Regions from separate parts of the Hordeum vulgare genome. Here region 1 is linked to region 2. The links are chromatin contacts, called in public Hi-C maps. All regions are on one chromosome and are shown on one strand. Each heading gives the region's core, a stretch centred on a gene start, on an enhancer-like site or on the middle of the called end of the contact. The rest is flanking DNA. Distances are from core to core; before and after follow the strand shown. Region 1 holds the start of LOC123447751 (receptor protein kinase-like protein ZAR1). Region 2 holds the start of LOC123447749 (thioredoxin-like protein 4B).

What was found. Hi-C and Micro-C count contacts between places; a contact is called where the count stands out from the background.
Region 1: a Hi-C map of seedling shows a contact between it and region 2, with 5 times the contacts expected there. The contact joins the promoter of LOC123447751 here to the promoter of LOC123447749 in region 2. A contact is called at or near these places in 2 of 6 Hi-C or Micro-C datasets (leaf and seedling).

Annotation. Positions count from the first base shown.
Region 1 is chr4H:36,363,523-36,368,899 of MorexV3_pseudomolecules_assembly, forward strand. LOC123447751 (receptor protein kinase-like protein ZAR1) reads left to right here and starts at 2,552. Exons shown (of 2, transcript XM_045124404.1): 1 at 2,552-4,765. The coding sequence starts at 3,040.
Region 2 is chr4H:35,440,239-35,445,703 of MorexV3_pseudomolecules_assembly, forward strand. It overlaps LOC123447749 (thioredoxin-like protein 4B), which reads left to right and starts at 3,430. Exons shown (of 5, transcript XR_006631531.1): 1 at 3,430-3,619; 2 at 5,188-5,345.

The sequences.
Region 1 (5,377 bases), core at 1,302-3,801, 920 kb after region 2:
GGGCTTGGCTTCGAGAAAACGTGTGATTCAAGCGTTCCTCGTGAGTCAGGCAGAGAGGTGCTTTAAAGTCCGTGCACGTCAAGATTCCTATGCAGTCCAAGATTACATTGTACCCAAAACTACATTGTGCGGGCCCGACGGGGGCATATGCAGTCTACTCCCTCCGTTTCAGTTTATAAGTCCGGCACATGTATCTAGGTCGTCAATTTGACCAACTTAATGAGAGACATATATTACAAAAAATATATCATTAGAAACTTTAGATGTTCTATTTTCTAATGATATAATTTTTATGTTAAACAATATATTTTATACTCCCTCCGCTCCTAAATATAAGTCTTTTAAGATATTTCACTAGGAGTCTACATACGGAGCAAAATGAATGAATCTACACTTTAAAGTATGTCTATATACATCCGTATGTAGTCTACTAGTAGAATTTCTACAAAGACTTATATTTAGGAACGGAGGGAGTATAAGTTAAATTGACGACCTAGGTACACATGCATGCCTTATAAACTGTGACGAAGGAATTACCAAACGTGTCATATATTTCAGCGCTGCTTAAGAAGTTGACATGCCATGGGTCTCGCTTCAAAACGCAAGACCCTTTTTTGCAAGGCAGTGATGTTTAATTGCTCCCAAGCGATACATCGTGTTTATAAGAGCATCTTCAACAGCCGCGCAAAAAGACGTGCGCGGTAAACCGATATTTTAGCGCGCGCGGGACAGTTTGGCGCGCTCCAGCGACAGCGGGAAAACCGTGCGCGCGGGAACCGCTTGCGCGCGCGCGAAAAGGCGGCAGCTCGCGCGTCATTTTTGCCGCGCCGCTTCCCGCGCGCCTATAAAACGCAGCGCTCCACCGGTCCCTCGCGCGCCGCCACCGCTCTCTCTCTTCCTCTACCTCGTGCGCCGCCATCGCCCCAGCGCGCCGCCACCGCTCCAGCGCCCCGCCCCCGACGCGCCACCATGTCGCCGCGCCACCGTTCTGCGTCGGGCTACCGCAACGTCTGCCAGCGCCCCAACGGGGTTCTACGCCGAGATACGCTCCGGCGATCTCCAGCTCAGCCTCGGCACGTACGACACGGCGCACGAGGCCGCCCGCGCGTTCGACGCGGCGGCGTGGCGCCTAGGCAGGCCGCGCCGCCAGATGAACTTCTAGGACGTCCACACGCTCTAGCAGGCGTTGGACGTCGCCCCCCCCCCTCCCCCCCGTCTCGTCTAAACTCCGCACAAGACCGTGCGGAGCACACTGCGCGGCAGCGCCGCCTCCTCGTCACCCAGGAGGACGAGCGGGTCATGGCGGAGTGGCGCCGGCGCCACCCGGAGGACGTCGCCTACGAGCAGGATTATTGGGCAAGGCGCCGCGAGGAGCGGTTGGACAGGCGTCGGCGGAAGGCATTGGCGAGTGCGCAGGCCGACATCGTCGCAGCAGGCGGGAGGTCCTTCTTCACTGAAGAAGATGAGCGTTGGTTGGACATCTGGCTGTCAACCTCTGACGACACCAACGACGATGATGATGGTGCAGATGATTGGAGCGACTGGGATTAAAAGTTTTATGTTTTTAAACTATCTATCTACTTGCACCGAACTATCTATCTATATTTTCGAACTATCTATCTAGTTGCAATCTATGTAAAATAACTTTGTATCTTTTTTTATTTTATGCAATCTATTTATTTTGCTGATTTTGCAATCTATTCTAGTTGGAAATGTTGTGCGCGCGCTGCATTTTTACGCACTGCTGTAGCCAGCGCTGCGCGACGCGCCAAACCAGGCGATGGGCGCGCGGCAAACAGGTTTTTTGGGCGCCACGCGAAGCGCGGGTGTTGTTGGAGATGCTCTAAAGGAGGCAATGTATGGGAAAAGGCCGATGCAGCACCACACACCTCTCCTCCTGTGTACTTTTCGTTTTCAACATCTCCTCGTCAAGTTAGCAGCAATACGTACGACCCCGCACTTTTTATCTCCTTTATCTGCCCTATATATATACAGTAGTTTATTGTTCTTATAACTGGTGCAGATGATGTTGAAAACCACTGATGCCATAACCAGAGCGTTGTCCTTCCGCCACATACGTAGCTTGCGTTTGCTGCAACCTGATAACTTGGGATTGCTGCCAGCCTACCACTGCTTCTTGGTGCCAGCTTTACTCTTTCTGACGGTGAAAACGGTGCATATGTAGAATTCGTTATATGGACTCGTGGTTCGGATGCGTGGCCGTGCATGGCATATGTACCAAGATCGCCGTCAGATGTTGATTGCCGGCCGGCCGGCCGTCCCATGTTTCTAACGGCTTCTATTCTATCTACCCCAAATCGCCCCACAACGAAAGAAAGAAGCAGTTTAATTTGACTTTTGACCTGAAACGCCGGCCGGTTGTTTAGCTTTCACTTCAATCAAGCGGCTCCTAAACAAACAAACAAATAAAAGGTCATGGTGCCTACCGGAACGTGGTGATTTCAGGGAATCAAGCGCCACCGTTTTCCATACTGCTAGCTGCATGAACTATTGAACTCCATTTGGCATGGGACCAAGACTAGCACAGAAGAGAGTCAACCTTTTATATATCTGTCGCGATCCGGTCCAGTCTGGGCTAGCCACAGCAGCACGATGGCACCACGCACGTCCACCAAAAGAGGCCACTCAGACTCAATCTCGCTGCGCAGGAATTAGTAGTCCATCTACTCCTTGGCCATTGGCCACACACAAACACATGATTTGCTTCCCACCCCGGGCCTTGCTTCCCTTCTACTCCCCTCCACCGCCGCTCTCCCTCTTGCTTGGCACCCATGGCCGGGCCACCACCGTAACCACCTCCACACTACCGGCTCACTGGCATGCATGCATCCATCCATCCATCACTGCGTCACCAACCTCTCCAAAGCTTTTCTCGATCGCTCAAGAACCCGTGCCATGGTGCTCAGCCCGTGGGTGCGAAAAGAAACCACAAAAGAGTCGAACCTCAACACAAACAGTGCTACACCGACTATAGTAACTTACTAAGCATCATTGAGCGAGCTTGCTAATCAAATCAGCATGCGCGGATCCATAGTTGGTAGCTACCCACGGTGCATGCAGTTTGGCCCAGATAGATGTGCATGCATGCCTGTCCGCCAGTATCAATCACGCCTTAAATACGCTTCGCCAACCGGGCGCAACCACAACCACCTCTCTCTCTCTCTCTCCAGTGCACGCACGGTGACACGATTATTGCAGAGGATGAGGAGCCTACTGCACTCCTCACTCGGAATCCTGCTCCTCGTGCTGGCCACGTCGCCGGCGGCGGCGGCGCTGTCGCCCGACGGCCTCGCGCTGCTGGCGTTCAAGTCCGCGGTGACCGACGACCCGACGTCGGCGCTGGCGGCGTGGTCGGCCAACGACACCGACCCGTGCCGCTGGCCGGGGGTGGCCTGCGTCAACACCTCCTCCTCCGAGGCGCGCGTGGCGGGCGTCGCCGTCGCGGGGAAGAACCTCTCGGGCTCCCTCCCGCCCGAGCTCGGCTCGCTCGCGCTGCTCCGCCGGCTCAACCTCCACGGCAACCGGCTGTCCGGCGCCGTCCCGCCAGCGCTCTCCAACGCCACGTCCCTCCGCTCCGTCTTCCTCTACGACAACAACCTCACCGGCGGCTTCCCGGCCTCGCTCTGCGACCTCCCGCGCCTGCAGAACCTCGACCTCTCCAGGAACTCGCTCGCCGGCCCGCTCCCGCCGGCGCTCGGCCGCTGCAGGCAGCTGCAGCGGCTGCTGCTCTCCAACAATGGGTTCTCCGGTCGCATGCCGGCCGCCGCCTTGCCGCTGATGGAAAGCCTGCAGCTGCTCGACCTGTCATCGAATTCCCTCACCGGCGCCATCCCGCCTGAGCTCGGCAGGCTCCCCGCGCTGGCCGGCACGCTGAACATCTCCCGCAACCACCTCTCCGGCGCGGTGCCGCCGGAGCTGGGGCACCTCCCGGCGACCGTCACCCTCGACCTCCGCTTCAACAACCTCTCCGGCGAGATCCCGCAGTCCGGGTCCCTCGCCAGCCAGGGCCCCACGGCCTTCCTCAACAACCCCGGGCTCTGCGGTTTCCCGCTCCAGGTCCCCTGCCGCGCGGCCCCGCCGTCGGCATCAACCACGCCGCCCCCGACCACCACTGGCTCCAGCGGCAGCGCCGGTGGGCCTAGCCAGCCGATGAAGACCAGCCTCATTGTGCTCATCTCGGTCGCCGACGCGGCCGGCGTCGCCCTCATCGGGGTCATCGTGGTGTACATATACTGGAAGCTGCGCGACAGGCGCCGGGACGGCGACGACGACGACGAGGAGGAGGGGCGAGGTCTCTTCGCCTGCCCGTGCATGCGCGCCAGCACGTGCGGGGACTCGTCCGAAGGGTCAGACGCCGGCGGCGGCGAGAAGAAATGCGGCGGCGGGGGCGGGGGCGGGGGCGGTGCCGGAGGCGAGGACGGGGAGCTGGTGGCGATCGACAAGGGGTTCCGGATGGAGCTGGACGAGCTGCTGCGGTCGTCGGCGTACGTGCTCGGGAAGGGCGGGAAGGGGATCGTGTACAAGGTGGTGGTGGGCAACGGGACGACGCCGGTGGCCGTGCGCCGGCTGGGCGGCGGCACGGCGGCCCCGGAGCGGTACAAGGAGTTCGCCGCCGAGGCGGGCGCCATCGGGCGCGTGCGGCACGCCAACGTGGTGAGGCTGCGCGCCTACTACTGGTCGGCCGACGAGAAGCTCGTCGTCACCGACTTCATCAACAACGGCAACCTCGCCACCGCACTGCGCGGTACGTAACATCCCCCCCCCCCCCCCCTACGATTCCCGCTTCTTTTTCCAACTGTTTGCTCTGCTCCGCTCTGCTCTGAGTTCCGACCGAACGTCCATCGGGCCCACCTGCCAGCGACACTCTTAGGGACTGTTACGAACTGGTTCGACAACCTTCATGCAAATCCAAAGGCTATAAAGCCATCTCCGACTTACAAAAACAGAACCTAACCAAAACAAACGGCAGGGCATAATGGGACTAGCGATTAATTAAGGCTTCCGATACTCTACAAAAGTAGAGATCGTTGTCGTCGTCGTCCATACCATTACGGTACCCACAAACAACGTCTGATGAAGCACGAGTCATGGCGCAAGGCTGTGCTCCTTTGGATTGCTGGAGTGCGGCCTCTCCACGCGAAATGCATCGCTGTGCGCTGGATTCTAGCCTGCCGCCGGTGCTGCTGGTCCAGCCGAGTGACCGGCTAGCACAGTACAGAGTCATGGACATGGTGCCTGGTGGTCGCCGTGAAAAAGCTTCCAACATATGCCAGATGGGCGTGTACATATGCAATCTTGTCCAGTGCTGTGCATATGCATGCCATGGACCGCAGCGCAACAGCAGCATCTGGATGAT
Region 2 (5,465 bases), core at 2,180-4,679:
CTCTAGGGCATATTTCCAACAACTACCACCGGCACCACTGCCCAAGGTCGTCGCCGCCATCGCCGGAGCGGGAGAACTAGGGTTCAACGACACAGGAAGATGATGACACGAGAGAGTGGTCGAACGGTTGAACCAGACCGGTCCTAGTCAGCGTGCGGGCGCGTGCCGGTTGCCTAGCGTGGTGCCCGGCGCACGGGGCTTGATGTCTACTACACAACCTTCTCCTTGTAGACGTTGTTGGGCCTCCAAGCGCAGAGGTTTGTAGGACAGTAGCAATTTTCCCTCAAGTGGGTGACCTAACGTTTATCAATCCGCAGGAGGCGTAGGATGAAGATGGTCTCTCTCAAGCAACCGTGCAACCAAATAACAAAGAGTCTCTTGTGTCCCCAACACACCTAATACAATGGTAAGTTGCATAGGTGCACTAGTTCGGCGAAGAGATGGTGATACAAGTGCAATATGGATGGTAGATATAGGTTTTTGTAATCTGAAATTACAAAAACAGCAAGGTAACAAATGGTAAAAGTGAGCACGAACGGTATTGCAATGCGTGGAAACAAGGCCTAGGGTTCATACTTTCACTAGTGAAGTTCTCTCAACAATGATAACATAATTGGATCATATAACTAGCCCTCAACATGCAACAAAGAGTCACTCCAAAGTCATTAATAGCGGGGAACAAACGAAGAGATTATTGTCGGGTACAAAACCACCACAAAGTTATTCTTTCTGATCGATCTATCATAGAGTTCGTACTAGAATAACACCTTAAGATACATATCAACCAAGACCCTAATGTCACCTAGATACTCCATTTTCACCTCAAGTATCCGTGGACATGATTATACGATATGCATCACATAATCTCAGAATCATCTATTCAACCAACACATAGAACTTCAAAGAGTGCCCCAAAGTTTCTACCAGAGAGTCAAAATGTGTGCCAACTCCTGTGCATAGGTTCTCAATGTCACGAACCCGCAAGTTGATCACCAAAACATACATCAAGTACTCACATGAATCCACGTGTGCCAACCCATATGCATAGGTTCCCAATTGTCACAAACCCGCAAGTTGATCACAGCAGATAGACACGTGCAAGACATACATCAAGTGTTCTCAAAGACTCAATCCGATAAGATAACTCCAAAGGGGAAACTCAATTCATTACAAGAAGGGAGAGGGGGAAGAACATCATAATATCCAACTATAGTAGCAAAGCCCATGGTACATCGAGATCAAGACATCTCAAGAACACGAGAGAGAGAGATCAAACACATAGCTACTGGTACATACCCTCAGCCCCGAGGGAGAACTACTCCCTCCTCGTCATGGAGATCGCCGGGATGATGAAGATGGCCACCGGAGATGGATTCCCCCTCCGGCAGGGTGCCAGAACGGGCTCCAGATTGGTTTTTGGTGGCTACAGAGGCTTGCGACGGCGGAACTCCCGATCTAGGTTTCTTTTTGGGGGTTTCTGAATTTATAGGAATTTATGGCGGTGGAATTGCGTCAGTTGGGCCCACGAGGAGGTCACAAGCCTGGTCGCCACCACCGGGGGGGTGGTGGTGGTGATGGTGGCGGCGTCAGGGCTTGTGACTCCCTCGTGGCTCTACTGGCCTTCTTCCAAAGCTTCGGGGGTCTCTTTTGGTCCAAAAAAAATCATCGTAAAGTTTCATTCCATTTGGACTCCGTCTGAAAATGGGCAAAAAACATGGAAAAAACAGAAACTGACACTTGGCACTGAGTTAATAGGTTAGTCCCAAAAAAGATATAAAATAGCATATTCATGCATATAAAACATCCAAAGTTGACAAGATAATAGCATGGAACCATCAAAAATTATAGATATGTTGGAGACGTATCAGGGCTCGGTCGTCAGTTTCGGCATCAATACATTAAAATACTTTGTTTAGCTCGATTTGCAACGTATAGCCTGAAACTTGGTACTAACACGTAAAAAATACCGATCTTGGTACCAATTCACCACTAGTGCCCCAAATGTGGTACCAACGTGTAATTTTCTCCTTCACACCATTCAACCATGTCCATCACATAATTTTGTTTGGTTATATTGGAGTTGTATGGGTTGACACATATTTTGTATTTAAAGTTGTAAACATGAACCGAGTTAGAAAATGGAATACAATTCAGAAAAATTATTTAAAAAAGTTATGTATTTTTTTGTTAATTATATGATAACAGTACTATTACCATGTTATTTAATATGCGGAAAAACACACAGACACAACGACGACAACAACAACAACAACAACAATAATAATAATAATGAGAATGAGAATGAGAATGAAAATGAGAATAGTAGTAGTAGGACTATAATAATAATAATAATAATAATAAAATAATAATAATAATAATACACATATCTTTTTTTGGTTTGCAGGTCATAGAGCTGTCTCGGTAAGTTGTTAATTAACACGCCTCATCAATGGTATATATTAGACAATCTTAAAAAAGTACTCAATATTGGACTTGACATTTTTGACGAAAAGGTTTGATTGTCAATGAATCGATTAGATAAGATAAATAAATCCAACCTCTGCAATGACACGACCACAAAACACTAAATATGGTGTTGCTACTATATTTGGTGGCAAGTACGGCAGTGTGCACATGAGAAGGAGGTCCACCACCGAGACATACATCAATGGCAATACAAGCAATGACTCTAAATTTACTCGCTTTGTTAGAAGGCAGAGCCATGGTTAAACTGTTGAAAAAAAGATGTCTATCAGATCCTTAACGTCAACCCATGCATCATTCTTAAGAGAAAGATAACTCACGTGCTTGTGGTGCAAAAGAGCAAACCTACTAGTGCCTTTGCTAGCATGGGAAATGGCTAGGCTGGAGCAGGTTGCGGATGTGGTTACAACAGCTGCAGCCCTGCAGGAAGGTCTATTCTTGGCAATGCGACTTGATGTCATCATCCAATAGATTGTGTGTCCGCGATTAAGGCGATGAAGTTAAACTTGACAATGTGTGATGGCGACTCTGATTTTTGAACATTACCGTAATTTTACGAAGAAATTTAGTATGATTTTAATTAGGCATTGTGGTAGGGAGTCTAATGCAATGGCTCATGAATTAGCTCGGCTAGGTAGGAGCAATTTGCCATTTTTGTGCTCAGATATGCCCCAAGCTTGATTAGCAGTTTGTTAGCATACGATGTAACCATTGTTAGTTAGATATATGATTTTTTTAGGGGAAGTTAACTATATATGATGGCTTTTCCTAAAGAAACAAATCATCACATGGTTATTTTTGGAATAAGAAAATGATGTGTGGGCTGTTAATCTGGGCTGAAGACTACTCGAGGGCCGACTGAAACAGGCTCATATTCGTTTCTGGGCCGTTTCAAGGACAGGCCTGTTTGCGGAAGGATAGGTGTGGGGAATCCGTTGATTCCTTCCTTCCTTCATTCCTTGCAGGTTGCAGCAGTCCGGCGAGGGGAGAGAGGGGCGAGATGGGGTCGGTGGTGCTGCCGACGCTGCGGCGGAAGCGGGAGGTCGACGCCGCCATCCGCGACACGCTCGACAAGGTCCTTGTCCTCCGATTCGGCCGCGCCTCCGACGCCGCCTGCCTCCAGCTCGACGACGTCGTAAGTACGCAGCACATCGCCGCCGACGCGCCGCGCCTCTCCCTTATCCTCTCCGCCGTAGCTACCGTATGATTCCACCGGTTCTCGTCATGCCGGCCGGTCCATGAATACTCCGTTGGGGATTCCTTATATTTCTTCTGCGCCGACGTGATTGGATTGGTAGGAATTTGACAGTGGCTGTGAACAGTTGGTTCAGTCTGATTACGTTCTTGGAGGGTCTTGTTATGCACATTAGTTTGTCTTGCCGTTTTGGCAGGTACTGCCCTGATTAGGTGCTGATTTCTAGTACACTGTTAGTTAAGTTGTAAGGTTTATTATGGAGAGGAAACTGTTGCCGCGTGATGAACATGGGCCTGATGAAGCTATGTGTTACTACCTTGTCTGAAGTCGATTTCAACTTTTTACTGTCAGGTTATAGGGCAGCGAGGTAGTCATTTCCTTTACTCTTAAGAGTGATCGCACTGTTGTCTGTTCACAAATACTCCCTCCGTAAACTAATATAAGAGCATTTAGAACACTACTTTAGTAATCTAGACACTCTTATATTAGTTTACAGAGGGAGTACTCAGTAGTATAATTTTCCCTGTGGGAATGAGATGACAAGCCTGGTTTGTATATCCTGTAGTTCTGAAAACCACTAAGGGCTAATGCAATTACAAACTTGGTCGCCTTGAGCAGGGTAGGGTTAAGAGGCAGAACCTGATATTCAAATGATTTAACCTTAAACTGGATTACTGGGTATGTTCTAAGAAGAATCTGCCAATCATGGTAAAAGCTAGATTGTTAATACACATGTCTTACAGTGACGCGACATGAACAAAAGAGGAGCAGAGGAAAAGAATGCTTGGACACTCTTAGGGCGTGTTTGGTTGCATTCCCTACCTAGCATGGCTGTTCCCACCTAAGACATGGCCAGTGTAAACATGCTGAGTAGATGCATTTGCTGTTGTTTGCTAGTAATGTATGCGTTGATACATGCTGAGGTGAGACTTTGTTTGGTAGGAAGAGGGAGGAGGAAGAGGTGCACTGCGAGGGAGGAAGAGGAGGGTCGGCGGGGCGCAGGGAGAGGAGTCCTGGCGGGGAGGGAGAGGGCGAGGCCGCTGCCGGGGCTCGGGAGGGGTGCGGTGCGGCGAGGCACGAGCGAGGCCGCCGTCGGGGCTTGGGAGGGGCGCGGCGCGACGGGGCAAGGGCTTGGGAGGGGCGCGGCGCGACGGGCGAGATCGCCGCCGGGGCTCGGGAGGGGCGCCGCGCGGCAAGGCACGGGCGAGGCCGCCACCGGGGTTCGGGAGGGGCGGGGCGCGGGCGAGGCGAGGCGGCCAGGGTGGATGGAGGCAGCTATGCTCTCCTCAGCTCGCCTCCGCGGGGGTGCTGGGCTCAGCTATACTGAGGCCCTTTTTTGCATCAGTTGATGCATGCTCTCCTCATTTGTTTGATAGGATTGTTTGTAAATTAATTGAACTTATTGATGGCAAGCTTTTCATTCACATCCTTTTCTGCATCAAATTTTATGAATTCTGTAATGTGTATGCTATTTTCTTGATTTTATCCTGTTCTTGCTGTTTCAACAGCTCGCAAAATCTTCTTGGGACATATCCAAATTTGCAACGGTAGCATTGGTTGACATGGATTCTGAGGAGATTCAAGTGTATGTTGACTATTTTGATATCACGTTGGTCCCAGCAACCATTTTTTTCTTCAATGCTCATCACATGAAAATGGATTCAGGGTATGTTTTTGATCTTCCTCTGTTATTTTCTTTGCTATGATGCTATTTAGATATGTCCGTCTTACTTTTTCTATACCTATATAAATTCATGTTGATACCGTCCAAGCCTTTTTCTTCAGA